Regions from separate parts of the Danio rerio genome. Here region 1 is linked to region 2. The links are chromatin contacts, called in public HiCAR-type maps. All regions are on one chromosome and are shown on one strand. Each heading gives the region's core, a stretch centred on a gene start, on an enhancer-like site or on the middle of the called end of the contact. The rest is flanking DNA. Distances are from core to core; before and after follow the strand shown. Region 1 overlaps LOC137496481 (a long non-coding RNA gene). Region 2 overlaps LOC101887159 (a long non-coding RNA gene).

Region 1 (7,137 bases), core at 1,585-4,084, 220 kb after region 2:
CTTGAGGCAAAACAGATCATTCACAGAGACAGGATGGCGCGTAATCAAATTAAGATGAAAATATAGAGATGGCCCTTTGGTCTTTTGAAAAGAAACAGAGATGTTCTCAGAACTTCATCAAGTGTTGGCCCATACTCAAATGCAAATGCAGTCTGGCACTGCTTTCTTCTGAACATCATAATCAGCGCGAGACTTCAGTAGACCTTATGTGGCCTTCAAGTAGAGTAAAAATATTGTAATTATGAGCCGCATGCAGATAAACAAACAAGTGATGTCGTATTTGTGGTTTTTAATTGTCTGTGATACCCAAGTTGCGGCTTGTTTACATGAAAGATGCTGGAAAACAGTTCTGCAGTAAAAAACAGTGAAAGATTTTGTGAATTTAGTTCTATTTCAGTGTATCCTATAGACTTTATTCCTATTATATTTCTGTTTTATTTAAAGTATAGTTTTTATTTCCTTCCGCAGTTGACATTGAAGCTAAATTATCCCATGTGTGGCTGCTGTCATTTTGCATTTGATGATGATGTTGGGAGCATAATGCCGAGTTTAGACTGTGATTTTAGCACCGATTTTGACTCACCGACAGGTTGTGAGAAATCGCCAACAAATGCCTGAAATCAAATCGCTTCTCGTTCACATGAGTAACAATTACAGTGTGAACTACCAAAGATGCGTTCTGAGAGAATCGCAGATGAGTCGTCCACACCCATGAGATATTTGGCATGCAAGATATCTGGACCTGTCGGCGATTTAAATCATGCCGTGTGAAATGTGTTCAGGTTGAAAATAACATTAACAATCACCTACAGCCAATCAGAGATCAGCATCCACTAGTATTGGTATCTGCAGGCCAACTCATTTTTAGTTTATTTTGCCCCGAGAAATGAAGAAAAAAATAGTGTCAATTTGACAGGAGCACCCGTGTCTGTCTGTCCGAGTTGAAAAAAAAAAATGTTATAGGAGAAATTGCTAATTCTTTTTAAAGCCAGTTGAGCAAAATAAGTACATTCTCTACCTGTTTCCATGTCACTTCTCATGTGTGTTTGGTTGTGAGACGTAGTTTGGACAAAGTTGTCGGTGATTCTTCCTATTGTAAAGTCATGCAGTGTGAAACCCCCTTTCGCCGATCCATCTTGCAGTGTAAACAAGGCAGCGGCGAAACGCCTCCCCGGATAGTCATGCAGTATGAAAATATCTGTGACATGACATCATGCAGCCTGAACTCGGCATAATTCTGTTGTGACTTCAACTTAAACGCCCAAACCCAATCACACCACATAATCATAAGATCACACATTTTTATTAATATCTAAAAGCAAACTTGTTTAAAAAAAAACATTTAAACATACCTCAGCATTATAAGAACTACCTAAAATGATGAAAACAATGTTTGGAATAAATTTATTTAATGTTTAACTTTAACATTCTTATCATATACATGGCCCAGACTTGATTTTTGATATATACTGCAACCAGCCACTTGGGGACGCTATATGTAAAATGTTTTGGCTTGACTTTTTAGGACAAGTGAAAACACCTAACCTCAATGATATAAAAGTTGGATATAACACACATGCAAACTGATGTCTCTTTCCACCAATTTAATTAAATGTTTAGAAAAATATATATACACTTTAAAAAATGCTGGGTTTCACAAAATTCATTCATGTTGTCCAAACATATATTAAGTTAACTTTACACTTTTAACAAATTTATGTGGATTGAACCATAAAAAATGTAGTTGTCTCAGTGAAATCTCAAGAATTGTGTTTCAGCTCATTTCAAATAAGTAGTTTGAACAAGCAAAAAAAAAAGTGTATATTATTTGTAACACCAAAATCTGCAACATATTTTTAGGTCAAAGGTGCAATCAAAATAAAAAATAAAGAAATTCCCTACAAATTCAAGATAACATTCAAGACAACTAATCTAAGTGATTGAAGCTGTTACTATTGAAGTCAATTTTGAAAAATGAAGAGACAATATTTAGTTAGACTATTTAAAAAAATTAACTTTTGAATTCTGTATACATTTCACTGTATTTTCACAATTTATCTTACATAGAGTAACTTACTTTAAGTTATATACACAAGATCTTTAAATTAGTTTGTTCCATTCCATTCTATAGACCATTTCAATGTGGTCATGTCATACTGTAGGCCCATGAAAATTTCCTGGTTGCTTTTAAACTACTTCATTACTGAAACAAGAGGGAATTCAATAATAACTTTATGTTAAAACACGTGCCAAAGGATCATTTACAAATATGTGGACGTTTTTGGATTCTCGGAAGCTATGGACATTAAAAATGTAAAACAGAAAATAGTTAGGACCTTTTTCATTGTTTACATCCCTCAAAATGTTGCATCATTTAATTCAGATAACACTGAGCCCAAATACTACAGAAAAACCAAACAGGCTATAGTTGGTTACTTTCAGTGTCAGTCAGACTTTCTCTCCTCAAGGTGCAGTGAAGTCTAGACTTTATTATTAGTCGAAAGTAAGGCTTTGTGAAATGAAATAGACCTAAAGAAACGTAACTCTGATATTAGAGGCAAATAAAAGGCCTTTTAGTTTCACATGAGCTTATTCTCATTGCACAAACCCGTCTTATGTTAAACAACAGCCTCGCTTTTCTCTGGCGGTGCCGACATCTGTAAAGCAAAATGAAGTTTCCTCTCTGAGTATCAATCTTGTAATTGAGCTCTCGGAGGCCGATACGTGACGCGCACACACAAGAACCCTCCCCGCTGTCAGATCCCTACACACGGCTGCCCCGCGCTGTCACACTGAAGTGGTCTCCTTTTCTCTCCTCTCTCTCTCTCTCTCTCTCTCTCTCTTTCACAATCATTCTTCTGTCTGCGGCTCCCTGGGCCCTGCAGTGGGAGTCCGCCCGCGCACTTAACGCGTCAGGTTTCAATTATTTTGAATACCAAAAACCTTCCCATAATGAGGCATGACACAGACATGTAGTCGAATTTTAAATTGGATTTAATTGTTTTCTCAGTTGCAACTTCAGTGGGACGGGGGATGGATTGAGAGAGGAAGAAAGAGGGAACGGAGAGCGAAAAGTGGGTGGGAGAAAGACAAATTCAGCGAGCGAAGGAAACTGACGAAAAAAGACAGGGCAAAGTCTCTGATCTGTTTCTTAACACAAATCTCTCTTTGTAAGCTCTAGCAAGGGCCATGTTTGGAATTACAACTTTCATGTCTTTTATCCCTGTTGTAATTCCGCCTCGCGTGTTCTGCTGGTGTGATACGATGGATCATGGGGAAGTTTAAGTGAGACTGAATTAAATATTTAACCGATCCGACACAAGGCCTGTCTGCTCCACAGTGCCGCTACAATTAAACCAGGGTGCCGTGCTTTCACGTGCAACACTCGATCCCTGCTGAACGCTGTCAGGAACATGCTACTTTACAGACTTAAAATAAATCTTGTCCTAATCTATTGAAAAACCTGACAAGTGGAGCCCAAGGTTTCAAGGCACTTAGCTGAGTAGTGTAGAAAAAGGACTGTACATTATTTATGCCCTCTAATGGTGCTGCTATTCTCTGCGTGTGAATCAGCATCAGGCTTGTCCGCTAAAATAGCCGCCGCTGTAATCAAAGCCATATGTTTTCCTCACCTTTCCTCTACTAACTGACGGGTCAATGGGACTTGTCTTTTGCATTGAACGCATTTTCTCTGGGAGATCACAGCTTATGATATGGATTAAAGAGCGCAAGGTCTTTCTCCCCACTTCTGACCAGACAAGATCTTAATGCAAAAGCCAGTAAGGGTAAATACAAGCACCGCAGGGAACCGCATGAGGCGTTTTCTGAGATTTCTGTGGCTGTAGAGATAATGAAGGGCACCATCCAATCGCTGTCAAACACCATTATGCACCTCAATTCATTAGGCCAATATGCCACTTTTGGCATGGTTTTTGGATAAGATATGGGTTTTTTTTTCTCTCTGCTTGGGGATGTCTGGGAATTCCAGACCAGATTCTTTAAAAGCTTGACCACATGGTGCAAAATGCCCCTGCATAAGTATGATAAAACTCTGCATAAAAATTTGTTGGTTTAGAGGTTGATATGTTGGCTCAGTGGTTAGCCCTGTCACCTCACAGCAAAAAAAATCACTGATTCGAGCCCCAGCTGGGCCAGTTGGTGTTTCTGTGTGGAGTTTGCATGTTCTCCCAGGTGCTCCGGTTTGCCCCAGAGTCTAAAGATGCGCTAAAGGTGAATTGGCTAAGCCAAATTGTTCTTAGTGTATGTGTGTGAATGTGAGAGTGTGTGGGTGTATCCCAGTGCTGGGTTGCAACTTAAAAAGCATCCGCTGTGTAAAACATATGTTGGATAAGTTGGCGGTTCATTCAGCTGTGGTGATCCCTGATGAATAAAGGAACTAAGTCGAAGAAAAATGAATTAATTTGGTAGTTGTAATACAAATTTGAGGTAATATGATGAAAGACCTCTGTAGGGATATTTTGTAAAAATACCTAATAATATTTCAGGACATTTCTTAGCTACTTACTTTAGCTTTAAATTACTATAAATAATAAAATTACTAAACTTTATTTTTTAAATTAAAACATAAGGTTGAAGAAGGTTGCTGGTTCGAGCTTTGGTTGGGTCACTTAACTGTTTCTGTGTGGAGTTTGCATGTTCTCCCCGTGTTCGCGTGGATTTCCCCCGGGTGCTTCGGTTTCTCCCACAGTCCAAAGACATGCGCTATAGGTGAATCGGGTAAGCTAAATTGTCCATAGTGTATGTTTGTGAATGAGTGTGTATGGATGTGTATGGATGGGCACCACTGCGGAAAGCATATGCTGGATAAGTTGGCGGTTCATTCCGCTGTGGCGGCCCCTGATTAATAAAGGGGCTAAGCTGAAAAGAAAATGAATGAATGACTGAGCAATCTTTTTAAAAACCATTAGGCTGTGTAGTGAGTGATTGAGTGATTAAATATAAATCTGTTATTTGAATATACACCCCAAATAGGTAGAAAAGATCTGTTGCAACCTTCATCATATTACTTATTACAACCGTTTTTTCACATTAATTGTACTTCAGTCTTTAGAACAACACAATAGTACTTGTCATTATGAACAATTGTGAATCATGTCTGATGAAACTGCCTATTTTTTATTGGTTATGCCAATATTTTCGATAAGGATGCTGAGTCATAATCACACAAGTCTGGAGTTCAAACATGTTCACTGTTAAGCCATTAACATGAATCACATTCCTCTTGAGTAGTCAGAGGAAGCTAGTCAGACACTACCAGTTCCAGTCATGTTTTTTATATGATTTGTGAATTTGGCTCTAGTATAAGTGCTCACGAACAGTAGAATCCCATTATAATTCCCATATCACAATATAAAACTGCAACAGCTGAGGCATAAAAACAACACCGTACGAACTTCATTGAAGTCACTAGAGACGCGGTGGAGCAATATCCCACCAAACACACACCGCGGGCCCACTCTGATCATCACTTGATAGTGTGCTGACAAGCAAACTCTATTAAGCTGTCTTCAAATATGCAAAATGATATGATTTTACAATGATTACATATTCACTTCCCAGCTGGCTGGCTCCGTGCAACTCCATTTGTCATTGACTATTGTGTCCAATTATATGATTAGCTCCAAACACTCCGCCACTTGGAGAGCTCTCGTGTGTTCCAGTGCACTGACTGATTCACAAACAAAGTCATTACAACATGTATTCACACATATCAAATAACAAACAGATGGCCATTGTGCGCCGGCTGATTTGTTTGTAACACGAGCAGCAAAAAAAAGGTATTTTTTTGCTGGGCTTTGTTTAAGCACCGACTGTTTTATTCCCAGAGAGAGACATCTGGCTGCCGAGGCGGCTAAATCAACTCAAATGAAAGACAATCTTGTTTCCATTAATTTTTCCTAAGGCAAAAGCACTTGTTATGAAGATTTGAAATTACTGAGAAAGCTTCCAGATAATTCATCATATGGGCCGGTCAGAAGACTGCAGTTGCTCAGAGAGTGTCTGTCTCCATTAACTTGCTGTGATGTGTATCAGGTGGGGTTGCTGAAGTGTGTGTGTTGCGTTTTTGCCATGCACAACTTGCAGTAGTATTAATACTGTAGATCTGAGGAGTCTAACATACAGTCATGTTGCTTGTTTTTTGCTGGTACCTTAACTGGTTAGGCCTACCATGGATGGATAAATATGGTAACATATGACACTAAAACCACATGTAGGTGGCGGCAAGTCCCTGATTTGTTGAATCGTTAATTCAAATGGTTTGTTTCAAATGGATCATTCATTTAGAAATAAATTAAGTGACTTTTTTGTCCAAACATACCCATTACCTACATAGTAGTTGAAAAACGGTATGCAAGACAAGACTACTGTAAAAAAAAAAAAAAAAATCTTGATGACCTAAAGTTGAATCAGATTAAGTTGTCTAATACGGCTGTGCAATTAATCGAAATCAAATACCAGTCACGATTTGAAACATTGCAATTAGCTAAGGGTATGCGATATGAAATATATTTGTATTATTTAATTTCCCCTGCCCACAGCAAATGCATGACTGCCGTCTGTGTGTGATTGCCTTTGAATGAACACAATGTAGTGATGAGTGTCTTGCTAAAAAGTCAGCTGAAAGTATTGCAAGTGACACTCAGTCTAGTAGCAAGCAACAGCAAATTACAATTTCAGGCTTGTTTCAGCCAAGTTAGTTTGCTGAGTGTTCTGTATTTTTATAATTATCTTTTTTTTTGCTCTCATAATAAGCTACACTATCTCCCTAATTTGAGTTCAACTTGTTTAAAGAAAGGTAAGATCATTTTATTTGTATCTACTGTGGGTATTTCATTCATGAATATTTAAAATAAGTAGCTTAATATTTTTAGCCCCTTTTTTAACTAACACACTGCATTTTTGCAGTAAGAAGCTACGATACAGATTATTGAGCTGAAGCTTGACTACAAAATTAAATCGCAAATCAAATTAAAATTGCAATATCTGTCACAAAAAAATTGCAATTAGATATTTTCCCCAAATCGCACAGCACTAGTGTCTAGTGATCTAGTGATCTTGCTTCAATCAAACTGACAAAACATATCAATCTTTGTAAAGCTGGATCTTTAGTAATTT
Region 2 (6,576 bases), core at 796-3,295:
GTTAATCAAATGTATATTTTTTTCAGTGTAGGAGAGGATCTACTGTATACATCTGATTGATACAGAGATTGATTGCTTAAATATTATTAGTAAATATGTTATGTACTCATTATGCTTGAGTGATCTGCTTACTAGATGCAACTTATTTAAAAACATATTTTTCCGAAACTGCAATTTCATTTCCCTCCCCAGTTTTCAATATATCAAAAAGCTTCATTTTAATTAAAGTCATATAATCAATTTCACATTTTATGATTGAATATTAATTTTAGATCATTTTACAGCTTATACTATTATGTCTTTAGGTACGCTATGAAATATATTGTGTTTTTTAATGTATTTAAAATGTTTTCATGATTTAATTTTTTTTATTTGTTTAGCACATTTTATTTTACAATATACACTAAAACAATCGTTGCACAATTGTTAAACAAATGAAATTTAGCAATGTTAAACTAAATTTGTTTGTTTAAATTCAGCCCATATAAATCGCTTGCAGCTACTTTAAATGTAGTAAATCCAATGAAATTTGTATTTTAGTGTAGGAGACGATCTACTGTATATCTGTATAGAGAAATGATCGATATAGAGATTTATTTCTCAAACATTTCTACTTATTGTAAATATAGTATAATTTCCCATGTGTAGCATTTTAATATCTGTATTCATCCACTGTAAAACCCAATAAGTTATGGTAACTCAAACCATTCAAGTAAATCGACTGCAACAAACCATTTAAGTTTAAAAATTAATCCTAATGAGTACTGTGAACTTAATCTATTTAAGTACACAAAGCAATTTGAGTCACACTTTACAATAAGGTTCATTAGTTAATCTTAATATACTAACATGAACAAATAATGAACAATATATTTACTACTGTATTTGTTCATGTTAGTTAACGTTAGTTAATGAAAATTGTTAGTTTGTTAACTCATGGTGCATTAACTAATGTTAACAAGCATGGACTTCGATGTTAATAATGCATTAGTAAATGTTCAATTATGATTAATAAATGCTTTACATGTGTTGTTCATGATTAGTTCATGTTAGTAAATGCATTAACTAATAAACCTTATTATAAAGTGTTACCGCAATTTGAGTTCTGTAAAACCCAATTAGTTAAGGCAACTTAAACCGTTTTAGGAAACCGATTGCAGCAAACCATTTGAGTAAAAAACGAATCTATATGAGTACTGTGAACTTACTCCTTTTAAGTTGAAGTAATGAGGTAAAAAATTAACTCATTATCTTTAACACTGAGTTCAAAACTCTTTTCAAATGAGAATTAACTGTCAGTAAATTTTGAGTTAACTACACTCATTTCATTTGATAAAGTTGATGGTTTTACAGTCCAATGCTTCAACAATGAACAAAACAGCATGTATTTTGAAGAAGTTAAAGTGATATTTCGCTCAAAACTTAAAAATTCTGTTTTCATTTACTCTCCTTCCACTTGTTCCAAACCTGTTTTTTTTCTTCTGTTGAACACAAAAGAAGATATCTTGAAAAAGTCCTTTAAAAAGCTTTATTCAAAAACCTTCTTTAGTATTCAAGAGATAAGATAATTCTAACTGTGTGTGGAAGGTAAAGACAAAATCACCTACAGATTATAAATGTTACTGTAAAAACAACTGAATTTATTTAAGATCGTTATGTGATAGCCTTTTCTGTATTTTAATAATGCGATTTGATTAAGTTTACTGTATTATTTTTTATTTATTCTTTTAAAATTGGGCACATTCCATTACTTTATACAGTAAAATCCATTTTTATGACTGCATTCGGCAATTCAGATTACAGATTATAAAACATCACAGAGACCTAGAAATGCTATTCAGTTGTTTTTTTTTTGTTTTTTTTTTACATCCACCACAAAGAGAAAAGTTACCGGAATGTTTTTTTTATTAGACAAAAAAAGTGCTTTTCTTGTGTGCACTAAACAAAAGCAGATCCATGCAACGTGAGCGTCCACCATGCGCTCCGGCTACACCCCGTCCATTTGCTGCTCGCCTGCTTTTCCTGTTTGGTCTGCTCTCTTTGGTTTGTCCCTTATCTTTCCATCAGTCATTCCTCCGGCTTGATACGGCCCTTTGGCTGTGGCTAGTGTTGTTTGGCACCCTCTCTTTTCTCCCGTCTCTCTCTCTCTCTCTGTGAAAGGCACTTTGTCCTCCTGTGCTGAAGTTTAGAAGCGAGGGAGAAATGTCTTGGCAACACTTGCTGGTTTTGCTGGCGTTACACCTGGACCTGTCCAAGACTTCATCTTCAGGGAGATTAGCTCCTGCACCACTGGACAGATAAAACCATCTTAGTTTATTATGTACTAAACGATAGAATAGATGATAGGATGGCGGTAATTATTATTCTCTACCATTTAAAAAAATCTAATATTTATTTGCATTAGAAAACAACAATATAAATAAAAACACAAAAATGTTGCATTAAAAAACTATTTTGTTGTTGCTGAGGTGGGATGTGGGTATGGTTAGGGACTGTTTGGATAAATAAAACAATGAAATAAGTAATAAATACTATTTATTTTTGAATGCAAATTCATTTACAGAATGTAATTGCAGGTTTAATTCTATGCATATTTTGCATCTGTGTATCGCTACTAAATTTCACAATTATATGGAATATTTTTACTTATATACTATATAACACAATTACTTTATATATATATTTATTATTTTTTATTATTATTTATTTTTTTATTTTTACTATATATAAAGTTGAAGTCGGAATTATTAACCCCCCCCCCCACCCCCCCCCCCCCCCCTGTTTATTTTTTTTTTACCAATTTCTGTTTAACGGAGAGAAGATTTTTCCAACACATTTCTAATCATAATAGTTTTAATAACTAATTTCTAATAACTGATTTATTTTATCTTTGCCATGATGACCGTAAATAATATTTGACTAGATATTTTTCAAGACACTTCTATACAGCTTAAAGTGACATTTAAAGGCTTAACTAGGTTAATTAGGTTAACTGAGCAGGTTAGGGTAATTATGCAAGTTATTGTACAACAATGGTTTGTTCTGTAGAGTATCGAAAAAATACATAGAGGCTAACAATTTTCACCTTAAAAGGGTTTTCAAAAATTAAAAACTGTTTTTATTCTAGCAGCTAAAACAAATAAGACTTTCTCTAGAACTATTCAAAAGGGGGCTAATAATTGCGACTTTATATTAGTTGACAAAAATAAATGTTAATATTATTATAATATAAAAATTATATAAAAATTTACATGTAAAAATATAGAAACAAAAATATCTAATTTATATTACTATAGAGTTGCAGAAGTTGAATAAAAACATAAAATTAATTTTTCTTTTGGGTACTTCAATAAATATTAATGCAAAATAATAATAGAAGTAAAATTCATTCATGTACATTCATACATTCGTTGATAATAACAAATATGTATTTTGAAACCGAGAATCCAAAAAACTAAATATAAAAATATATAAAATAAAAAATATAAATTATAAAAATATATCAAATAAATGTACAAAAATAAAATATGTTATTAAGAAATTGCTAGTACATTTTACCAACAATTCCAATGAAATAATAATATTGACATTAATTATGAAAATGAATAATACAAAATACAAAAAAACAACAATAATTTAGATATAATTTTGTGAAAATCTTTGTTTATTATTTTTATGAACTTTAAACATTACAGAATACATACAGTATTTAAAAAAAGCATGAACTACTGGAAATATAACACATAAACTGTGTCTGCGGGGTCTTAAAGTCTTAAAATGTCTTAAATTTCCAAAACATAATGTCTTAAATTTACTGAAATTGAGTTGTAGGTCTTAGATAATTAACAGGTCTTAATTTTCGTCTATGTAAAGTTACCCAGTCATACCAACCACTCAACAAATAATCTAATCTAAATAAAACTTTTGCTAATAGTTAAATATTTAACTCTATTTACCAATATTGTGTAATTATCTTTCTTACAATAACTTTTGTTTGCATACATTTAGTTTATTATAGTTTTGCAAAGATTTTAACTAGATTTAGCTTGTTTTGACATTTAAAATATGTGGTTAAGATATTACTAAATTAAAATTGTTTCAATGAGGCAACTTAAAATCATTTTTATTGGCCCAACCATGCAACTAGAAAAAAATCCTTAGCTTTTAGCCCTGCGTAAGTCTGGAATTTTCTTCATAATGGTCTTAAAAAGTCTGTAAAACCTGATAAAGGAATAAATTAGGCTTCTATTTTTATTTGAAGAGTTCAAATGCAAAAACCTGTAAATGCTGTTGGAAATGTTCACCTAAAATGAGCATTTTTTAATCAGCCTTCTATGTTTATGTTCAGTTATTTCACTTGAAAGGCAATAAGAACTTGTTCGTCACTATAAAAGTTAAATTACTGAGCCTACACATGGGAGTCAGAGAAAAATGCTAATTTTAGAAGAAAATATCAAGTGAATTTCAGAGATTTTTACATCTAAACTCTTCATTTGTTTTATTTTTATTGTCCTGTACTTTGCATGTACTCTACTGTTTTGTATCACAATCTGCCTAGTATTTTTACACCATATTTATTTAACCTTTAATTAATTCACAGTGATTTATAGCTTTTTAATATGTTTTTTTTTTTCTTATTCAAGATCCTCTGTTTTTCTTCCCTTCAAGGAGTTTCCAGCAGGAAGTCAAAAGTGTATCTGTCTTTTCCATCTTCAGTCCCTGTAGAGGTCACTGTTGCTTGGCACAGCTGAAAAACAACCGAGGCTCAAACGGAAGGTAATTAGATCTAACATTATCTGATATTCACACATGCCGTTACACTTCCACAAAATGATGTCAGATGCAAAAATAACTATATCCCCATATGCAGTAGTCAAGAAACAACTAGTGTACAGTTTTATATGCCTCGAGGAACGTCCCGAATCATCCAGACACGTGTGAGGAGATATTTTATAGTTATGCCATCAGTTTATTTTTGCAAGAGCTCTGTGATGGTAATTGAATTCCTTGATATTTGTGTTTGGGGAAATGATTACAGGCTGTAATTAAGGGTGGGGTTTTGTTATGGAGCTCTGAAATGAGAGGTATTAATTTACTCTGTACTCCACATTTGTTTGTGCTCTTTAATTCTGAAATCCACACACACTCACTCGCATGTCGGAATCAACTCTAAATCATATTTATCGCTGGCAACACACGTCCAGATGGCAGACTCTTAACTGAGCTTGGATTAATGGGAGGACGGGCGAGAACTGCATCAAACTCCTCTTAAGGACCTTTGAAGAACAACATTGCTAATCGCTCATAAGGACGCTGTACAGCATGTTTGTTGGGTAGAAATAAACAAATTATGCTTTGTTTGGAAATACATTGCCAGCTTCTGCGTTTCTAGATGTCAGTAGACCAGCATGTATATGTGTATGTGTGTGTGTGTGTGTGTGTCTGGAGAAATGCAGATGGCCTGGTCCACATAAGCCCTTAGTTAGGATTCTGTTTAAGTGTTAAAATCAATTCCAAGCAAATAACGTGGAAACCTTTGTGTAAGCACTTTTTACACTCTTAATTCTCCCTTGTTAAATTAGCCCCGGTGTCGGAATGATGGGACAACAGATGAGGAAGGAACCTGAACGTGCTGGAGCATCACAAGATTTACAATTTACTACACAAAGTGGTTTTATCTTTAAAAAAATCAATTTAGTTACATACATAATTTATTATATAAAGCATTTTTGTATTTACATTTATATATATTTATAACCCCTCCTGAATTATTAGTCCCCCTGTTTATTTTTTCCCCAATTTTTGTTTAATGGAGAGAAGATTTTTTTCAACACATTTCTAAACATAATAGTTTTAATAACTTACTTATATCAAGTGGTTTGTTTTATCTTTGCAATGATGACAGCACATAATGTTTTTTCTAATAATAATATTTACTTCTGTACAGCTTACATTACATTAGTGACATTAAAAGGCTTAACTTGGTAATTGGGTTAACTAGGCAGTTTAGGGTAATTAGGCAAGTTATTGTTTTATGATGGTTTGTTCTGTAGACTATCAAATATATATAACTTATAGGGGCTAATAATTTTGACTTAAAAAAAAGTAGTTTTAAAAAAAACTAAAAACTGCTTTTATTCTAGGTGAAATAAAACAAACAAGACTTTCTCCAGAATATATATATATATATATATATATATATATATATATATATATATATATATATATATATATATATATATATATATATATATATATATATATATATATATATATATATATATGTATATATATATATATATATATATATATATATATATATATATATATATATATATATATATATATATATATATATATATATATATATATATATATAAAACCTAAAGGGGGTAATAATTCTGACTTTAGCTATACAGTGTATATATATATATATATATATATATATATATATATATATATATATATATATATATATATATATATATATATATATATATATATATATATATATATATATATATATGTATATAAAGTGCTCTGCATAATGGAGTACAGTTCATTATGAAAACCTAT

What was found. HiCAR-type assays count read pairs that join an accessible place to other places.
Region 1: a contact with region 2 is called in a HiCAR-type map of caudal fin, with 7 times the contacts expected there. The contact joins two enhancer-like sites. A contact is called at or near these places in 3 of 18 Hi-C or Micro-C datasets (hematopoietic stem cells, skeletal muscle and an unstated tissue) and 1 of 4 datasets of contacts at active chromatin or transcription factors (caudal fin).

Annotation. Positions count from the first base shown.
Region 1 is chr9:32,759,412-32,766,548 of GRCz12tu, forward strand. The region is part of intron 1 of LOC137496481 (a long non-coding RNA gene); the gene reads left to right. Among named protein-coding and RNA genes, the nearest start is that of gpr18, 9.5 kb to the right of the region's middle. Within about 2 kb of position 2,835, at least 20 of the 62 cell types and tissues checked have an H3K27ac peak or open chromatin away from gene starts, as enhancers often do.
Region 2 is chr9:32,542,661-32,549,236 of GRCz12tu, forward strand. LOC101887159 (a long non-coding RNA gene) reads right to left here. Exons shown (of 5, transcript XR_012385485.1): 5 at 1,892-2,289. It also overlaps a transcript of dachd not described here. Among named protein-coding and RNA genes, the nearest start is that of dachd, 24 kb to the right of the region's middle. Within about 2 kb of position 2,046, at least 7 of the 62 cell types and tissues checked have an H3K27ac peak or open chromatin away from gene starts, as enhancers often do.